Regions from separate parts of the Danio rerio genome. Here region 2 is linked to region 1. Evidence: chromatin contacts called from public HiChIP or PLAC-seq data. All regions are on one chromosome and are shown on one strand. Each heading gives the region's core, a stretch centred on a gene start, on an enhancer-like site or on the middle of the called end of the contact. The rest is flanking DNA. Distances are from core to core; before and after follow the strand shown.

Region 1 (3,954 bases), core at 901-3,400:
TTCTGCCTGCTTCTACAGCGTGCACCAGCATTGAAAGGATATTTCTCCATCAATAAACAGCTTTCCTTTTCCACCTCCCCCACCCATGAAAGCCATTAAATAGTCCAGTCCATGCTTTCCTGCGTAGCGTCATCAGCATGAAGGAAGATGGGAGGATTACCAGATTAGATTGACTGCAAAAAATGCACACCAGCACCATTTCCCATGTTGAAGTGTGAGTTCTGAACACCATAAATCCTCCTTATTCCATTGCGCCTCATTTCCTCACTTCTCACAAATTGGGAAAAAACCCACTTGCTCCATGTAATAGAACAGTTCACTTCGGATCAATTCCATTACATTCGAGACCTAAAGCTCACTTCTTGAGTAAACAGGCCATTGTGCCGCTTCGCTTTCATTCTAGATGCAAAGAGATGCACAATAGCAACTGTTACCTGTCAGATTTCAGTCATTTGCAACAAAAGGATGCCCACAATGAGATGGCGTCGCTGACAGTTGCTTCTATTTTCTGTGATTGACATTGTCTGGGCTGACAGGGGGTGCCATGTCGAGGATGGGAGGACAAGGCTGGATGTCACAATCCATTGCTGTCATCGCACTGTGAATGGAGACACGAGGCAGTCAAATAGACATGCCAGTGCTGAAATGAACATCATAAAAGCCTGCAGGCAACGTGTCAGCCATTTTGATTACAATGTAGACTGTTAACTGTAATAAGTTGCTGTGTTGTTTTTTACCTTGATGTTTGTCATGCATCAATGTTTTGTTTATGACATCAGGTGATCCGCTAAACCTGCAGATGGGAATATGCCTGAAGCAAATCGACATCAACAGATTGAGTTCTCAGTCAATCATCTTGTTATTGTGAAAAAAAATGACTTCATATGGAAGCTGACAATTAATTGCCGTAAACAGTACTAAATTGATTCTATGTTGATTAATGGATTGTTTTTTGTGTAGGTAAAACTGATAGCAAAGGAAATTTGGCACGTTTACTGCACATTACAAATGGTCAAAACTATGATATAAAGGCTGATTTATTTAGAGGAAGAGTTTAGCCAAAATCGAAAAAAATCAGTGTATTTACTCGCACCTAGACCTTTCAAGGTGTAGACTTTTTCCACTTCAGTATAGCATAAAAATATGATTTTTAAATTAAAATGTGGTCCTTGGTGATTTATAAAATGCAAGTAGACAGGTAGTATATTGAGAGCTAAAAAATGCAAAACAAATTTACCCTTGGCTCTTGGCAATGCATTGAACAATCAGTGTGTGCAAAAAACTGAACATTATTTACAATATTGTTACCTTTAATCCACAGTCTTGGGACTGAGCGTTCCCAATACTGTTTGCCAAGGCTGTGGATTAAAGTTAATGTAGTAAATAATGTTCAGCGTCCTGCACAGACTAATGGTGTTGCTTCAACAAAGCTCAATATATCATCAGAAGCCACAGGTATGTTTTTATATTTTCCTGTATATATTTTTTGATTCCTAAAATGCCAAAAGAGATTGGATTGGATACTGTTGCAGATAAAAAATGTCCTGTAAAAAAGGAAATTTAACTCTTGGATGGCCACAGAGAAAAATTGACACCATTTTTATTCACTTTTTCTATGAAGACTATATTGAATATCTAAATAAATATCAATAAAACACGGTAATAATAAATCAAATTTTGTCTTGAAATTTTTCATTTAATTTAATATTTTTAATTTAAAATCAATTAAATTAGAATAAGAGACTGAGGAAATTTTGATTACAGTAAATTCAAGAACAAAATTAAAACCATAATTTTAAGCATTGGGTTAAATTTCAACTAAACATCCAACAGCCAAATATTTGAATATTATATGAGAATATAAGACTCTCGTCGAAAAGGCAGAATACAATGCGTGTGATTCATCTCTCGCTCTCTGGTGCGCAGGTGGGGAGGGGGAAATCTCAGTTTGAAGTCTCAGTCTTCCTCATTTCAGCGGACTACAGCAGTGTCTGTCGGACCATCAGCGCAGCCTCATCATTCGGCGCAGTTTTGAGCAGGCTAATCATCGCACCTAGATGACTTTATTGCACTCCAAGCCATGCACGTGACCAAAACAATGACCTGTTGTTATTTTTGGCACTGTTCTCTGCGCTAAACGACTGAGGACTCCCTGTATAGGGAGCATCATCTCAGGGCACGGACTCTCCGGCGGAGCGCAGGACGGGATGGGATCGCAACTGCGCGTTTAGGAACGGGAATGGGAAGTTTAAACGACCGTGGACTGTGGATGCTGTCTAAAAACCACCCGAGGATCGGCTTTAAGGGAAGTTTAAAAAGTAACAATCTGCAATAATCCGTTAATCACCTCTGAAGGAACTGCTCGGTTTGTGCTTCAAATTAAGCAGCTCTGGTTCTTCGGGCACAATGAAATCCATCTTCTACACTCGCTTTTTCATCCTTCTTCCGTGGATCTTGATAGTGATCATCGTGATCGACATCGATACGAAGAGATTATCAGTTCGGAACACGGCCAGCTTTTATTTATCTCGGTTGGGGAATGTACAGCAGCGGCAGGTCGTCAGAACGACTCGGACCAGCAGCAGCAGCACCACCGCCAGCAGCAGCGGGAGAAACGCCACATCTCTCCCGGTCATTTATGCCATCACTCCCACTTACAGCCGAGCGGTGCAGAAAGCAGAGCTCACCCGCTTGGCAAATACGTTCCGCCAGGTCCCACAGTTCCATTGGATCGTGGTGGAGGACGCGAACTCCCACACGGAATTGGTGTCGCGGTTTCTCGCCCGGTGCGGGGTGCGATACACTCACCTGAACGTGTTCACCCCGCGCAGGTTCAAGCGGACCGGGATGCCCCGAGCGACCGAGCAGAGGAACTTAGCGCTCGGCTGGATCAGAGGACACCGGGGCTCCAAAGATAAAGGAGTAGTTTTCTTCGCGGATGATGATAACACTTACAGCCTTGAGTTATTTGAAGAGGTAAGTACGACTCCTTGAGATTATTAGTTGTTTAAGAACAAGGCTGTCAATAGTTTAGATTTGATTAGAAAAAAAAATCACAATAAAAGTGTTACATTTCTAACAGTCTGCTGAAAAACTAAAAGGAAACCATCACAAAAGTTGTGATTTCACTACAAATACCAATTACAAACCACAACCGTAAATATTAAAATCAGTGCCTTTAAAATGTTAATGTAGTAGACTAAAGGTGTAGTTGATTTGGGATAGGTTTTACTCCAATAACCTTGTAAAATCAGGGTCATTTGGTGTAAAGATTGGAACATATTCGATTAGTATGTAAAGATTTTAAAATGCCATCAAGAAGGCAACAATTTACCAGTAGAAATCCACTGGGAGCATTACAGTTCCCATTGAAACCAATATAATTATAACCAATAAAACCACAAAAAAATGTAGTGGTTTCTTTAGCTTTTTTTCAGCAGGGGTGGCAATGAATAGCTCAACTAAACAGAAATAAGAAGCCTAGTCTAAGTTGGAACTAGTTTGTTTATGGTATAGGGTGTTATATGGTCTGCTTGTTGGCCTGGATCAAAATCCATGTGATTCACTGAAAAAAGATTGGCTGGGGCACTATTGTTCTTTTTCACATGTCACAAAATAATATATATATATATATATATATATATATATATATATATATATATATATATATATATAGACAACTACAGCATTAATAAGCACAAATAATAAACAAGAAGTGTGGAAATACACGCTTTACAAATAAACAACTTGGTGTCCTTACACTCTAAAAACAATAAAATAGAAACAAAGTGGAGCCACAATGGAGTCATTTTAAACTGTTTACTCTCGTTATGCAGGCACAAGCAAATATTGCACTCCAAAGGTTGTTGCAATACATTTAAATCTATGCAGCTGGAATAAAAACGTTGGCAATTACTAAAAGGCTGGCAACGCCTCAGTCAAGCTCACTGAATT
Region 2 (4,420 bases), core at 591-3,090, 310 kb after region 1:
GAACTTTACACTGCTCTGACTTAAGCTAAATAATGACACTACTGTTTTAGAGCTGCTAAATGGAGGTCACATGACTTTAACAATGACATTAAAGTCATGATGAAGAGGACGTAGCAACTAATAATTTCTTACTTATAGTCATGTATGTTTGAGTGTAATGGATTATCAAAAAGAAAAAGGGTAAAGCAAGACTTAGTCATTTTTCAAAGTTATAAATTTGTTTTTGATTGGATTTTCCAAATTTTGGCCACCATTATGGGTCAAGTGTGAAGTCAAGCATAGTAATATCACTAAATTTTGATCTTGTGGAGAAATTATTTCGGTACCCATGCAGAAAACAGCTCATAAAACATACAGAACACTTCTTGAAAAAAAATTATTTCCTATCTTTCAAGATTAATGTTTCTGTTCTGTGAGGTTTAGAAATACAGTGCATCATTACATTTATGGTTATTCCTCATTAAAACATAGACCACAGTGTGTGTGTCTGTGTGTGTGTGTGTGTGTGTGTGTGTGTGTATACCAGCTAATGTATTTTTTTTACAATGCTACTTTTTATCTATCATATGCATTTTTAAAATAGCTTATTTACCATTTTAAGCTGACTTTAATACCTAATCACGTTGGTCATCTTCATACTTTCAATTTTGCTAATTTTGAAATAAAATAGCAACCTAAATTTCAAGCACCAAGAAATTATGATAACTTTGTGCATTAAGTGAACATCATTAAACTAAGTTACATATAGACCAATCACTTACATATTTGCCTATAAATAATAAAAAAATTAATTAATATTATTGGTGATGCACCTTTCCTACACTCATGGAGCTACAACAGTATAAAACAACAATTATGAAACCACATTACAACATAATAGCATTGATCACAACAATGATACCTCCATAATAGCTTCACTAAGAATATGTGTTTAAGTAGCCATTACAGTTACAGTGGAATGGTAAAATAATATTGGTAGAACCGGGAAATAAAACTGATTTTACCCACTAAGTGTATCACTTCAGAGCTGCAGTCCCTATGCACACATAACTGAGGATCATGCACTACTAGAATGAACCATTATAAAACAGATGGGAAACAAAGCACAGTGACACGATATGTATCGCCATCATCAAAGCAGGTACACGTATATAGGTAAATCTCTCAAACACAACATCAGACTCAATGAAACGTAGGGTGACAGTATCAGACCTGCTGATCAGTTCAACGCCGCACTGGTTTTCCATTCATGCATTAGTAATGATTTTGGTCAAGGACACATGGCTGAATAGTAATTCGCCTCATATCAAAGTCCAACGAGCTGTCAACATAACCGGGGTCTAAGTAGCCTTCAATTCAGATGCCATCAAACAAGCTGTCAAAACAGGGAGCTCCGCAGATTTAGAGAGAGCCACGGCTTTCCTCTCCCGGTGACTCAGACAGAACCGTGAACCATGACAAACCTGAACAACCTGAGTGTGTAACTTAACGACACTACAGGTGAACCAGACCAAAAACCAAAAAGAGGTTTTAACAGCAGCAGGAGTGGTTTTATATCACCTCACCTTTGGCTTCGCAGTCGGCGCAGTATTTGTTATCATCCTCTCTCAGCATTTTGGACAGAATGGCCTGATGCTGCTCGTTCAGTTTCTGAGCCTTTTCCCTCTCCGATCGCGTCGTCATCTCGACCCGTTTTCTGTCAGCGTCTCTGGATTAAAATGACCGATCTCTGCCCCCGATTGACTCTGTTCAGTTGTATCGTTATAAATGGAAGACCATCCCTTGTGAAATGAAACTATGATGGGCACACGGCAACGGAGCGACGGCTGGGTAGAGACAGATCGGCGGAATATGGCCGATTGGAGGAACTGACCGGAAGCGGAAACGGAGAAGAGGAAGGTACAGTGAGCGGATTAAAAAAAGATTTTAAATACTTCAACTGGAGAACAGGGAGAACAATTATCCAAAGTTAAGTGGTATAATATGTTTTTAGAATTTTAAAAGTCAAACCAATGCTCTGTGAAACCCAAATGTTGACGCTATTGTGACTTTTGCGTCATTGCTGACGTATGTGCGCGTCGGAAGGGATGATAGCCGGTTTGACGTAAAATATGAAATATGATACATCAGAGCTTTCAAGTGTCGAAGAATGATGCCATTTGTCAAAAGATTTTCAATCATTCATTTTCTTTCGGCTTAGTATGGGTCGTCACAGCGGAATGAACCGCCTGTCAGAAGATTCTAAACCTGGTAAATAAATCTGTTTGGTATGTAAAAGCGTTTAGCATAGCAATTGCTAAAAACAAACTTTTGATATTTTGATAATAGAAATATTCATATAAAAACAATGTATCAAATAATACGTAAATACAGTAAGTACAACTAAAGTGTCAGAAATATGGCATTGCTATATTTTAATACAGTTTTAATAAAGTACAATCTGACAAGACTTCTAATGTGGTACACATCAAAATCCCTATTGTAAGGAGAATACAATTATATTTTTATGCTGGTTATGTTATATATTTAACTATCACTGTTTGTCCAGCTTTGCTGTCTAAACGGAGTTATTATAGCAAAGCCAAATGACTGATTAATGCTGATCTGACTATCTCTCACAGCTTGTTGTTTTGGCCTGATAATAGGTTTAACCTCCCTCTGTCTGCTTATGACTGATATTGTGGTGACAATCTATTTGATGCATGCAAAAACCTTTGCAGCAATAACATTGTATTTTTATGCAATAGAATGAACTACATGATATCAACACAAACACACACACACACACACACACACACACACACACTTTACACAAAATAGTAAATGACCAACATGTCTGAACAAGTTTATTTCTTAAACATTTCAGGCACTCAAGACACTCACGTTTCCTCCTTTCAAATAGATAAGAATTAAATTTTCTTACTGTCCATTAGAAACCAAATAGAATCATTCAAGTAATTCAAACTACTTTACACAAAATTAATCACACTACAAAGTAGGCCCATACAATCAGAAGAGACATAGGCTATGCCATTTCTGGTACAGATATTGTGTACATTATAATTTATTGCATTCAAATAATTAAAATGTTTAAATAAATAGATTTAGATATCATTAAGCGGCCGAAACTAAAAGTCAATGCAACGGCCTTTTCTTTCCCAGTCACCATATCGTGTAGGTTCGGGGCCCCTGGGGCCACCCTTCTCCTTAGTTTCTGGATTTACATCATCTGGAAATCCTGTTAAAAAGAAAATAAGCACGACTTAATTGTATTAATGTTAAATATATGGCATTTAACTCGTAAAAAGTCCAACAGGCAAATCAGATTTTTGTAAACATGTGTAAATCGTTTTTCCCTTGTATAGTTTATTGTTGTGATGCAATTGTAATAAAAAGGATAACAGAAACACTTATTTCTTACTTTCAAGCACATCTTTTGATTTGGATTCAGTTTCTTCCATGTCAAAGCGCCCTTGTGGCGTTTTGGCTTTCTTTAAAGGCTCTTTATCTTTGGTCACCCCTCCGGACGCATATCCTGCTGGCCTGAGACCTGCTGCAAGGGAGAACGACATACCACACCAGATTTCAGCAAACTGACAAGCAGTTCATTAAACTCGGTTCTTCGTAATAATTATGGGTGGTTTAGAAAACTATAATAAATTAAGAATATTAAATACTACGTAGTAACTTACAATCAATTTATGCTTGCTTACGAAAGCTTTGCAATATTAAAAGTTTATTCACGATCAACGTTTTGTTTGCACTCACCAGTATTTATAGTCGACTCTAAAAACACTCGCCTGCTAGCAAAACCTCTCGCTGCAGTACAGCACACACGTAAAAGAGACATTTTGTGGACTTTCCGCTTGTCGCAGAAGAAAAATTACACAACTGAAGAATGTTTTGTCGACTGAAAATGACGCAGAGTGCGTCATCATTTAGGGACACTAATGCACTCGAGAGAGTCGAGAGGGCGCTAAAGAAGTGCAGAATTTGACGTGTTCATTTACATGGATCTGCTTTGCATGCGTTTTTAAAGAGGGACGAACGAGAAACATTACAAATTTCAATCAACAGACCCTGCTCTTCAATATAATTCAATATAATGTTACAAAACATTCTCGGAAAAATTGCAATTTTAATAGAACGAGCCATCATAGGCTAAAAACATTCATAGGCTAACACATCGTATTGCATTAACTAAACCATTCATTCACTTTTTTATCAAAGGAAAATATATAAAGTAAACATATTATAATAACATGTAAAAAAAAATGCTGGGTTCCACACAATCGACTTGTGGTAATACAACATTAGGGAAAGTAACTTATTAGTTTCTACAACTTTAAGTGGATTGAACATAAAACAATTAAGTTGTTCCAAATAAAACCTCAAGAATTGTGTTGCTTAAGCTCAACAT

The links. HiChIP or PLAC-seq counts read pairs in DNA pulled down with a chosen protein or histone mark.
Region 2: an H3K4me3 HiChIP or PLAC-seq map of gastrula embryo shows a contact between it and region 1, with 2.9 times the contacts expected there. The contact joins the promoter of smap1 here to the promoter of b3gat2 in region 1. A contact is called at or near these places in 3 of 4 datasets of contacts at active chromatin or transcription factors (caudal fin, embryo and gastrula embryo).

What each region holds. Positions count from the first base shown.
Region 1 is chr13:31,334,726-31,338,679 of GRCz12tu, forward strand. b3gat2 (beta-1,3-glucuronyltransferase 2 (glucuronosyltransferase S)) reads left to right here and starts at 2,151. Exons shown (of 4, transcript NM_001003454.1): 1 at 2,151-2,976. The coding sequence starts at 2,407.
Region 2 is chr13:31,647,469-31,651,888 of GRCz12tu, forward strand. It overlaps smap1 (small ArfGAP 1), which reads right to left and starts at 1,841. Exons shown (of 10, transcript NM_001077778.1): 1 at 1,566-1,841. The coding sequence starts at 1,683. It overlaps sdhaf4 (succinate dehydrogenase complex assembly factor 4), which reads right to left and starts at 3,878. Exons shown (of 3, transcript NM_001030184.1): 1 at 3,769-3,878; 2 at 3,422-3,553; 3 at 2,819-3,238. The coding sequence starts at 3,850. The coding sequence ends at 3,129.